3 separate regions of the Sus scrofa genome follow, and regions 2 and 3 are each linked to region 1. Evidence: chromatin contacts called from public HiChIP or PLAC-seq data. All regions are on one chromosome and are shown on one strand. The core of a region is the stretch at or near the end of the contact, and the rest is flanking DNA. Distances in the headings are between cores, read along the strand shown.

Evidence for each region. HiChIP or PLAC-seq counts read pairs in DNA pulled down with a chosen protein or histone mark.
Region 2: an H3K27ac HiChIP or PLAC-seq map of alveolar macrophages shows a contact between it and region 1. The contact joins two enhancer-like sites. A contact is called at or near these places in 1 of 47 Hi-C or Micro-C datasets (embryonic fibroblasts) and 1 of 2 datasets of contacts at active chromatin or transcription factors (alveolar macrophages).
Region 3: a contact with region 1 is called in an H3K27ac HiChIP or PLAC-seq map of alveolar macrophages. The contact joins two enhancer-like sites. A contact is called at or near these places in 11 of 47 Hi-C or Micro-C datasets (embryonic fibroblasts, fetal heart ventricle, heart right ventricle and 6 more) and 2 of 2 datasets of contacts at active chromatin or transcription factors (alveolar macrophages and skeletal muscle).

What each region holds. Positions count from the first base shown.
Region 1 is chr14:66,108,154-66,111,831 of Sscrofa11.1, reverse strand. No RefSeq gene overlaps it. Among named protein-coding and RNA genes, the nearest start is that of ADO, 170 kb to the left of the region's middle. Within about 2 kb of position 1,726, at least 3 of the 83 cell types and tissues checked have an H3K27ac peak or open chromatin away from gene starts, as enhancers often do. A contact at or near this core is called in alveolar macrophages, where this site is marked.
Region 2 is chr14:65,544,398-65,548,075 of Sscrofa11.1, reverse strand. All of the region lies in intron 4 of ARID5B (AT-rich interactive domain-containing protein 5B), which reads right to left. Among named protein-coding and RNA genes, the nearest start is that of ARID5B, 140 kb to the right of the region's middle. Within about 2 kb of position 1,740, at least 18 of the 83 cell types and tissues checked have an H3K27ac peak or open chromatin away from gene starts, as enhancers often do. A contact at or near this core is called in alveolar macrophages, where this site is marked.
Region 3 is chr14:66,644,643-66,648,320 of Sscrofa11.1, reverse strand. The region is part of intron 24 of JMJD1C (probable JmjC domain-containing histone demethylation protein 2C); the gene reads left to right. Among named protein-coding and RNA genes, the nearest start is that of NRBF2, 56 kb to the right of the region's middle. Within about 2 kb of position 1,975, at least 9 of the 83 cell types and tissues checked have an H3K27ac peak or open chromatin away from gene starts, as enhancers often do. A contact at or near this core is called in alveolar macrophages, where this site is marked.

The DNA.
Region 1 (3,678 bases), core at 477-2,976:
GGAAGAGAAGCATCTGGGTGCCAGCCCTTTTGGTGGTGCAAACTTCTGCATCTAAGGAGCAGAACTGGAAGAGGAGGGGTGAGAGGGTGGGGGACCAAGTAAGGCAGGACCTGAGCAAATATGAGACCCAAGGGAAAAGCTACAGGTTGAGATGTCTCTTCCACACTTAAAACTAATTAATATCATTGGCTGGATGCTCCTAAAATAACTTATCTGGAAGTTAGATTCTAGAGTTACCAAATCGAACTATAATTTAACTCTTAAATTCTCATCCACTTGTCTGAGACAAGCAGTCCCTGAAGAACCCATATTCCATTCTCTTAGGGACAACCTCAAGATGTATATATTGGGGACCACTTTCCTTCCTGTGTGGAGGTCATACAGTTATAGCAAAAAAAGTCTTACCATCAGAGAGCCCTCAGTGACACAGCTTGAAGCCCTTTATTGCACCATAGAATGAGTTGTTCTTCCAGAAAGTAGATAAGCAACTGATACTAGCTCCTCTCTTGAGGCCACCTGGAGGGCCCAAGGGTGTCCACACACCCTCCCAGTGATGCAAACATTCAGTAGAATGTGCCCTTTGCCCCACAGACACAAGAATTCCAAAAGTCGAGAGTGAAGTTTTTGACTTCACTGTGCAGCACTGGGAAAATCCTTCTCTCTGGTTTTACTCTTACCATCTCTGATATAAGTTTGACAAGATTAGGGGTTTCCAGATATGGCTTGCAGAATCTAGAGGATCTTGAGGTGAGGTCCCTGCAGTCTGTCTCATGGACTAGAGAGGCTTCTCTTGCATCTGTGTATCATATTGGGTGTCCACCGAATATTTTTCTTGAACAAAGAGCCTATAACCAAAAAAAAAAAGTTTGAAAATTACTAGACCAGATGATACCTGCTATGGTTCACTCATTTATTCACTCATGCAACAATATTTATTGAGCACTTTCTGTGTGCCAGGTACTATTGTCAAGGAAACAGTGGTGCACATACACACAAAAAAACATATTTCCTTGTGCAATATAAGCTATATTTTAAAATCAGGGGCATTTGGCCTTCCACCATAGACTTGACCTTGAACACAGAAACCACATCCTCATCTTCATATGGGCAACCAGGATGTATACTTTTGCACACATTTAACTTCCTGTTTTTTGGTAGTCTCATTTCCTCGCGAGAAGTTGAAGTAGCTTGATTGTTCAGTGTATGGTATCCACAGACTCCCAAAGTGTTAAAGTGATTTTCCTAACCAGGAATTAGGATGATTGAGTTGATAAAAAAGCTTTTTAAAAATAATTTGTTTATAGGAACATTCTTCTAAAAGATACAAAAACAGTTACATTTTTTGAATCAACAGTTTTTTTTAACTTAAAAGAATAAAATTTCATGGGAAGAAATTTAAAATTTATCATAATAATTCAGTTAAAATGTTACTTTTATGGTCTTTTCTGTCATTCATCCACTTATAGGTATTTGAAAAAAAAAAAAAAAAAAGAAAAGAAACAGATTGAGAGCCTACTCTCTTACAGTTCCCCCCCCTCCCCAGGCATGTTCACATGCATCTCTTGCCTCACTTAATCTTCAGAGCAATTCTGCAAGAGGTATTTACCAATTTTTAGAAATAATGAAACTGAAGCTTAATATCTTTCTCAAGTTCACAAAGACAGTAAGAAGTCCACATTTGAAATCCAGAGCTGTCTGATCCTAAAGCCAGTCTGTGTTTTTCCTGCCACGTGGTGCAACCACTCCACTTGCTCAATATTATTGTTCACAGTTCTTTGCAATCACCTTTAGGCACATTTCTGAGTAATCAGTAGAAAAATCAAAGTGCTATTTTATCATTTCAAAGGTCATCCATGAGTTGTCTAACCCTCTATTCAGACGTGAAGCGACAAGTGTGTACATTTCCTGATTTAGCATTGGGAATTTAGGAATGCCAAATTCTAGGCACCAATGTCTTCTGATTTGTAGATAGTCTTACCTTGTCTGAACTGGCTACCAAGTTTGCCTTACATTAAGGATACAAAGTTCTTTAAAAGTAGGATTTTTATAACCAAGCAGTTAATGGCAAAAACAATTTTATTTTCCTTTAGATTATCCCGTTCAGAGTTTTATCATCCAAATAAAAAAAAATAAGGGATAATTGATGAAGACTAGTAAATTTTAGGCCCTCAAAGTCTTCATAATTAAAAGTATTCATATATAATTTCCTTGAAAAGAGCTATAAAATTCCAAATCATTGTGATTATCAACAATTTTCTTAGAGAATTTTTAATTTGTAAAGCAAAAATAGGCTTCTCTCCTCAAAATCCTAATACCAGCACACATACTCACATTTGGCTACCAATGCCTACTTTTCCATTTTCCATCTGAACATGCTCCATCCTGCCCTTTTCCCGAATTTTGGAAATTGGATTGTAAAAATAAACGATATAAATGTATGACTGGGTCACTTTGCTGTACAGTCAAAATTAACAGAACACTGTAAATCACCTATAATGGAAAAAATAAAAATCACAATAAAAAAATAAAAAAATAAATAATATAGCTGCAGAATAGTCAAACCGATGTTGAAAAATTATAAAGTTAGAGGACTCACATTTCCCAATTTCAAAAACTATACTTTTTACCATAAAACTATAGTAATCAAGACAGTAGAACTGGGAGTCCAGAAATAGACCTTTAGTTCTATGGTCACATGATTTTTTACAAGAATGCCATGAAAATTCAATGTTTAGAAAGAAACAAGTCTTTTCAGCAAATGATGCTGGGATCACCATGTGCAAAATAATGAAGTTGAACTCCTACCTCACACTTATGTAAAAATTAACTCAAAATAGATCATACACCTAAATGTAAGAGCTGAAACTATAAAATTCTTAGAAGAAAGCATAGGAGTAAATCTTTGTTACCTTGGATTTAGGTAATGGTTTCTAAATGCACAAGGACAAAAATTAAATAAATAAATAAATAGCAACTTCATTAAAATTAAGACTCGTAGCTGAGTGTGACCAGGTGACTGGGTTCTACCCAGTGAAATACGAAGCTGATTGATACTTCCTGGCCTGAACTATAACCTTATTCCAATGAAGCAACCTCCAAGGAAACTGAGGGTATCAGACCAGCCATTACAGGGATGTGACCTGGGTCCCTGACTGAGTAGAAGTCATGGTTCAGGGACCTCCATGGAACCAAAACATGAGTAAGAAATAAACTTTCCCCAAAGAAATAGCAAAAAGACAAAAAAAAAAATAAAATAAAATAAATAAATAAATAAATAAATAAATAAATTAAAAAAAAAAAAAAAAAAAGGAGTTCCCGTCGTGGCGCAGTGGTTAACGAATCCGACTACCATGAGGTTGCGGGTTCAGTCCCTGCCCTTGCTCAGTGGGTTAACGATCGGCGTTGCCGTGAGCTGTGGTGTAGGTTGCAGACGCGGCTCGGATCCTGCGTTGCTGTGGCTCTGGCGTAGGCCAGTGGCTACAGCTCCGATTCGACCCCTAGCCTGGGAACCTCCATATGCCGTGGGAGCGGCCCAAAGAAATAGCAAAAAGACAAAAAATAAAAAAATTAAAAAATAAATTTAAAAAAAGAAATAAACTTCCATTGTCTTTTGTCACTGAGATTTGGAAGCTGTTTGTTACAACACTTAGCTTGACCTAATCAATACCTACAACAGTT
Region 2 (3,678 bases), core at 491-2,990, 560 kb after region 1:
CTTTGAACATCTCAATTCTTTGGTACATTTTCTTTATGGACAATAATCTTAAAATACTCTGGCAAGTTTCAACATGGAGCATTGCTCTTTCTGGGGAAGGAAAAAAAAAAAAAAAAAGCCCTACCCTAATTTAGTTATCATTTATTGTATTCTATTTTCAATGTTTCCTTTTTGACTATTTAGAAACTTCCTCTTTCACTACAACAAAAATAGGATGAGTGTTTTTAAAGTTATTAACGTATGAGTAAAAGATTTAGAAACCGAGAATGGCAGAAGGCTTGATCAAAGCCACTCCTGAAATTTATGGGTGTAATAAAAGAAAGGCATTTTCACAGATAATCTCTTACAGAATTTCAGTTTTCAAATACTTGGGGAAAAAGGAAAAGAAAAACAGAAGCTCTCAGCTCTCATTGTGGCTTTAACTTAAAGCCAACATTTTTTCTTTTAAATTTATAAATGATTCCCTGAAAATTTTAATTCCAATCCACAGTTATATTCCATATACTCCACACCGAACAGAGTGGGGCCAGAAAACTGCAGCTCCTGGTACTCAGAATCTGATAACTGCTTGAATCTGCCCATGAATTCACAAAGCATTAATTATATATACCTTTAAGAACATCATAAAAAGTTTACTTTTATTCTGTTCTCCTATAAATAATTTTCCACACCCAATAGAAATGTTTGAGAAGCAACTGTTGCTTCTGAGATATGAACACACTGGACCACTAAGAAGCACAACTCTATCTTGGGGGAACTTTCTAACTTAAATGATGAATTTAAAGCAATAGGCACGGTTAGGGAGAAAAAAAAAAGGATACAAGAGTATTACCATTTTTAAAAAAATTATTCTGACAGTTTCCTTTTTAAGTGTAATATTTTTTTCTCAAATAAAGGCATTAAAAATATGAGTCTACACAGACATAAAGAACAGACTGGTGGTTGCCAAGGGGGTGAGGGAAGGGAGTGGGATGGACTGGGAGTTGGGGGTTAGATGCAAACATTCCATTTAGGATGGACAAGCAGGGAGTTCCTGTTGTGGCTCAGCAGTAAGGAGCCTGACTAGTATCCATGAAGACATGGGTTTGATTCCCTGGCCTCACTCAGTGGATTAAGGATCCGGCATTGCCATGAGCTGTGGTTGCAGATGTGGCTTGGATCCTGAGCTGCTGTGGCTGTGGTATAGGCCAGCAACCACAGCTCCTATTTGACCCCTAGCCTGGGAACTTCCATATGCCGTTTAAAAAAAAAAAAAAAAAAAAAAAAAGATGAGTCCAGAGTTGGGAACTGAGATGAGAGCCTCAAATACCCTCAAGACCAGACAGCCCTGAACAGGGACCCAGGGGTGTGAAGTGTCACACTTGCCAGCTGCGACATCATGGCCGCTTGGAGTTTCCCTGTTTGCTTTAGCCCAAGTCATACCTTAATGTTGCCTGAATCCCACTGAATACTAATAGCAATTTAGCATTTCCAGGGAACTACCCTCTCTCAGAATCCAGGCCTTCTCCTACAGCTGGTGGAAGGGTGAGCAGTAGTGTCCTTAGAAAGAGGGTGGAAAAAAAAAAAAAAGGCAGGCTTTATATGAGGTCCAGTCATTTTGACTCTGTGTCACTGAGATCCCCAAGAGTCACTAATGAGAATGGAATGTATTACTACATTTGTCATACCTGGACTGCTCGGGCAACTTCAGTCTAAAATAGCCGTGGACTTCATTGACTGCTCAACAAACCATGGAAGTAAACACTTTTGAAATCCCTTCCAAACATGCCCTGCCTTACTCACTCCTTATTTCATACTTGTGAGTACTGGAGCCATTGTTAATGCCTCTGATCAAAGTTTTAGTAATTTCACAGGCATGCGATTTGCATAGCTATTTCCTGATCCGCCTTCTCTCTGCCCTGGAGGTCTTCATTTCTCAGAAACACTTAAAAACACAGATTATTTGACTTCTCCCCTCCCCCACCCTATAAATGGAACTTGACTTGCTAGCTCATCTGTATTGCTAATTGGTTTGAAAGCATGTGACTCCATGCATTCTTGCCATTAATTCACCAGCTAACCTCTTTTTAAGTCAGGTTTTACCAGCAGTGATGGGCAGATCTCTATCTGTGCCTGGAGGGGGGAGACAGATTTAAATGACCAAATGGTATCTCTGTATTATTCCGAAATGATGGAATGAATTCCACAGGAATGCAGAAATGTTCTAGAAATCTATAATAGGCTTGTCTGAGAGGGCACTGGCAAAGAAGATAGGGATTATAGTTGCTTTTCACTCCCACTTGCAGAGTAGGGGGAACAGCCTGGAGCTCAATCTGCATGTGGACTGGAGAGAGATTCTGGGTTTTCAGAGGACTGACTCTTTCAGGAGAGAATTCTGGAAAAGGGCAAGGAGACCGAAATCAATGCCAGACCTTCCAAACTTTGGTCTATTCTGACTACCCACAGTATCCTTCAGGGGAACCATGCTCAGATGAAAGAGTTTCTTCAGGATCTGTAAAGGCTCAGAGCTGCTTTGCAAACAGTCATCTTTGGGGCAATGAAATCTATAAATTATGGCATCAGGAACCTATTGAAAGACCTGGGCCTTAGAATTCCAAATATTCCGTAAAGAGACATCTGGGCAGAACAGATACCCAAGGGCTTGGTTCTTAAGGGAGAGGAGGCAGCGCCATCTAGGTGCTCAGGCTACATGCAGAGGGTCTGGTCTCCTCCCCTAGCTGCAAAGTCTAATCATGAAGTCACAAACCCAGCAAAACCAATCGTGGACTCTAAGATCCCGTAGTGGCTCAAACTTCCACTTTCACATCTACCTGACAACTCACTTCTCCTGCTGTTCATCTCCCCAGATGCCAGGTACCCACCAGCCATTTCCAAGCCCCACGCCCCTTGAGTAATGGAGAAGATTATGCTGGATGTTGAGGTGTGTGTGTGTGGGGGGGAACCTGCATGAGAATTATTACAATTAGAAGGGTACTATCTAGTTCCCGTCATGGCGCAGTGGTTAATGAATCCGACTAGGAACCATAAGGTTGTGGGTTTGATCCCTGGCCTTGTTTAGTGGGTTAAGGATCTGGCATTGCCCTGAGCTGTGGTGTAGATTGCAGGCACGGCTCGGATCCCCCGTTGCTGTGGCTCTGGCGTAGGCTGCCAGCTACAGCTCCAATCAGACCCCTAGCTTGGGAACCTCCATGTGCTGCGGGATCGGCCCTAGAAAAGGCAAAAAGCCAAAAAAAAAAAAAAAAAAAAAAAAAAAAAGTGTACGTCTTAGTGCTCACCCTTTCTTAAGATTTCTAAATAATGCATGTTACCATTTTTTGAAAATTTTACATAGATTTAGTCTTTCTTAGTATGATACCAACAGAATATTAATTTAAGACATTTGTCTTTATTTTAAAGAATATCTAAGGATCCACTTTCTAATTTTTTGGGGGGGCCACACCCGAGGCATACAGAAGTTCCCAGGCCAGGGTTCAAACCTGCGCCACGGCAGTGACAACACCAAATCCCCAACCGCGAGGCCACCAGGGAATTCCTAGAAATGGTCTACAGGACATTTTGATTTCTGAAATTATAAAGTTCAGATAGGACCTCTTAAACATAGAGAATTAATTTGTCCTTTTTTTTCCTTTTTGTTACGATCAATAAACCTGCTCATTCTAGTCCACAGTTGCTATGTCC
Region 3 (3,678 bases), core at 726-3,225, 540 kb before region 1:
TAAATGTATCACTTAAAAAAATACACCAATTTAAAAATACTCAGATTACTTTCAGTTTGAGACAAATAATAAAGCCACTATAAACTTTCACATACAAGTCTTTGTATAAACATAGTTGTTCATTTCAGCTGAGTTAATGGGATTACCTAGTGACACAATAAAGTGTATGGTTAACCTTTTAAGACACTGCCAGCCTGGCGGTTGTATTGTTTTCCATTCCCCAAAGCAGTATACGTGAGTTTGGTTTCCTCTATTTACTATCAGTTTTGTTTTTAAGGACTTTAAATAAGCATGCATTGTTATCGTTTTATTTACATTTTCATAGCTAATATGTTGAACATCTTTTTATGTGCTTATTTGCCATCTGTAAATCTATTTTGTATGTGTATATTCAAATATTTGTCTACTTTTGTTCAAAATGGATAGGAATACATTGCAGTTAAAAGTTTCTATTTATTTAGATGAGATTGGGCGCACTTAGGGTGGTATGGCCATAGACAAATTTCTGTTCATTTAAAGGCACTTTTTAAAGGGTGAAAATGTGGGAGTTACTGCTGTGGTGCAGTGGGTAAATGATCCAGCTGGTTTCTTTGGAGGCACCAGTTCAATCCTGGCATTGCTACAGCTGTAGCATAGGTCACAGCTCCAGTTCAGATTCAGTCCCTGGCCCAGAAACTTCCATATGTGGTAGGGAGGCCGAAAAAGGTAAAAAAGAGAGTGAAAATGTGGCGTCCCCAGGTGGTACGGTAGGTTAAGGATCCAGTGTTGTCACTGCTATGACACAGGTTTCATCCCTGGCCTGGGAACCTGTATGCAGCAGACGCTGTCAAAAAGAGAAAAGAAAAAGAGAGTGAAAATATAATCCATAGAGTGAGAGAAATATTTGCAATGCATTTAAATAAATATATATACATATATATTTATATACACACACCATATACACATGTGTGTGTCCATTTTTGTAATTAAGTTCCCTTTTTCTCTTACCGTGTTTTGAGTGTCTTTATCTGCTCTACTTATAAGCTTTTGCACATGTATTCTCCCAGTCTGTGGCTTATCCTTCTGTATTGGTAACGGTGTCTTCCAGAGAGCACACGTTTTTTTAAATTTTAATGAAGTTCAGTTCATCATTTTTCTTTGATGTATTATACTTTCATTGTTGTATCTGCAAAAATTCTGCCTAGCTGAAGATCTCAAAGACTTTCTCTTATATTTTCTTCTAGAAGCTTTATAGCTGTTAGTCTTACATCAAGATCATCCATTTTTCGGTAAATTTTGTGTATTAGTGCAAAGTACGGACCAAGGTTCAGTTTCTTGCATATGGATGTCAGTTATTCCAGTATTATTTGCTGAGAAAGCTGTTTTTACATATTTTTTCTTTTGAATATGTAATGCATTCATATCATTTTTTTTAAACTTCAAATAGTACACAGCTTTTTAAAATTCAATAGCATGAAATAGTTCACAGTGAAAATTTAGCCTGTTTGATTTGCCCTCATCTCATCTCCCTGGGAGGCAATCACTATTACCACAGAGAGTCCATGCATGTAAATGTCTCTCTGCTGCTTATACTTTGGTGAAAGAGAGGAAAGAGAATAGCCTTGTTTTCTCCAAATGGTGGGCAAAAGTAATCCTGTAAGAAGCTTAGTTCACTAATCATTCTAGTCAAAGCCTCACAAGGCAGTAAACAATATGTACTTGTATTCTATCTATATAAACACACAACCTTACGATCCTATACTTCAGTAAACTGGGGCAGCATCTGTGACCTAGACTGGCAAATTCTGTTCTGAACTGTGCCACTTAGTTGCTGATTTGTGCCACTAAATTGTTCCAAGAAACATATTTTGGCACAGAATTGCCAACTCTTAAGAAAAAGGATTTCTACCTTCGTTCCCTGCCTGGTACGTAATGACAGCACAGTTATTTGTACTCTGCTCAAAGGGTGTTGTCCATGACTCACAAGCGGTGGTAATGTGGTTTTGAGAATTGAAAGGAAGTTAGAGCTCTGTTCACAGTGTTACCTTGGATTTATGATGCATTATTATTTACAATTTGTTTAGTCCTTAGAGTCCTGAAAACTTTTCATTGATGGTTTCGACACATCCAATAAACTATAGGTAGCCCTTGTAGTAACCTCAAATTCTAAGTCAGTGCTTCTCATGTTTTAGCATACATTGGGATTTCCTGGAGAGCTTGATATAACACAGGTTGCTAGACCCTATCCTGTAGTTCTCATTCAGTGGATCTGAGGAGCAGGCCTGAAATTTTACATTTCTAACAAGTCACCAGGTGATGCTGACGTTACTGTCCAGGAACCACACTTTGAGAACCACACAAATCAAGGCCCTTAAAAACCCAAGGTATCTAATCAGACAACTTTGGACCCAGTGATACTGCATGACATGACAAACTAGCAGTGCTAGAGAAGAATCACCATCTTTTTGTCAACAGTATTCACTTTAAGGCAGAAGGGGTTGGGGTGGACCTCTTTCTGTGTAGGGGCATTCAGATGTCTATCTTGGCAAACTGAGGCAAAGTATCACAGCCCTTGTTATAGTATAAGAAAAACATGGTTCAATCTATGCAGCCCCAGTGTATTTCGTAGACAGAGTCGGATCCTGACCACCAGGATTTAATTTAAGTTCTAGCACCCTGAGGTTTAGAGTACCTTTTAGATTTAAACAGCAGTCCTTTTAAAAAATTAACACAAAATCTCAACTGATAATCTTGTACTTAACTATTTAATTGATTGTATTTGGCCATTCATAATGAGTATTATATTGCTAAGTTGTAAATTTTCTGCATTCATATGACTAAAAGGACTTAGGCAAAAATCTCTGTGCTCTTAAGTTCTCATAGGTTACTGTGTATATGGCAGTCTCAGTGTCAAGATATTAACCTTCGTACTATGAACACAAAAGTCACATTTTCATAACATTACCTGTTTATGGTTATAACTAATCCTTTAAGGCTAGTATGAATAAACCATCTACCAAGGAAGTGACATATTAATGACTCAAAGATGGCCCCAAAAAGGGTTAAGTGGAATGGGAAGTTTAATATGTTCTGCTTTCCTAAAAAAAAAGAAAGAAAAAGAAAATAAAGTTCTGCTTTAAAACTGAACCTTGCCTCTTCAAACTAATGCTTAAATCCTTATTAAAATAGATCAGGTTGAGATCATTAGGAAACATAATAGCAACTGGTAACCACTAATAAAAATCACTATTCTAGGAGTTCCCATCGTGGCACAGCGGAAATGAATTTGTCTAGGAACCATGAGTTTGCAGGTTCAATCCCTGGCCTTGCTCAGTGGGTTAAGAATCCAGCATTGCTGTGAGCTGTGGTGTAGTTCGCAGACTCGGCTTGGTTCCTGTGTTGCTGTGGCTGTGGTGTAGGCTGGCAGCTGTAGCTCTGATTGGACCCCAAGCCTGGGAATCTCCATAGGTTCCTAAAGAGCCAAAAAAAAAAAAGTCACTCTTCTAAAAATGATTTTAAAAGAGCCATAAACCAGCAAAAACTGACAGAATCAACTTTTTCACAGCTCTGGAAACTAATGCAAAACTTACATCAAGCTTAATGAAGACAAGGGCATCTGATTTTGGCCTTTAAGGAAATACCTTGCAGGTCACTGGCTGACCCCTGAGATAACGGAACAGAGATGTCAGCGATCCCACC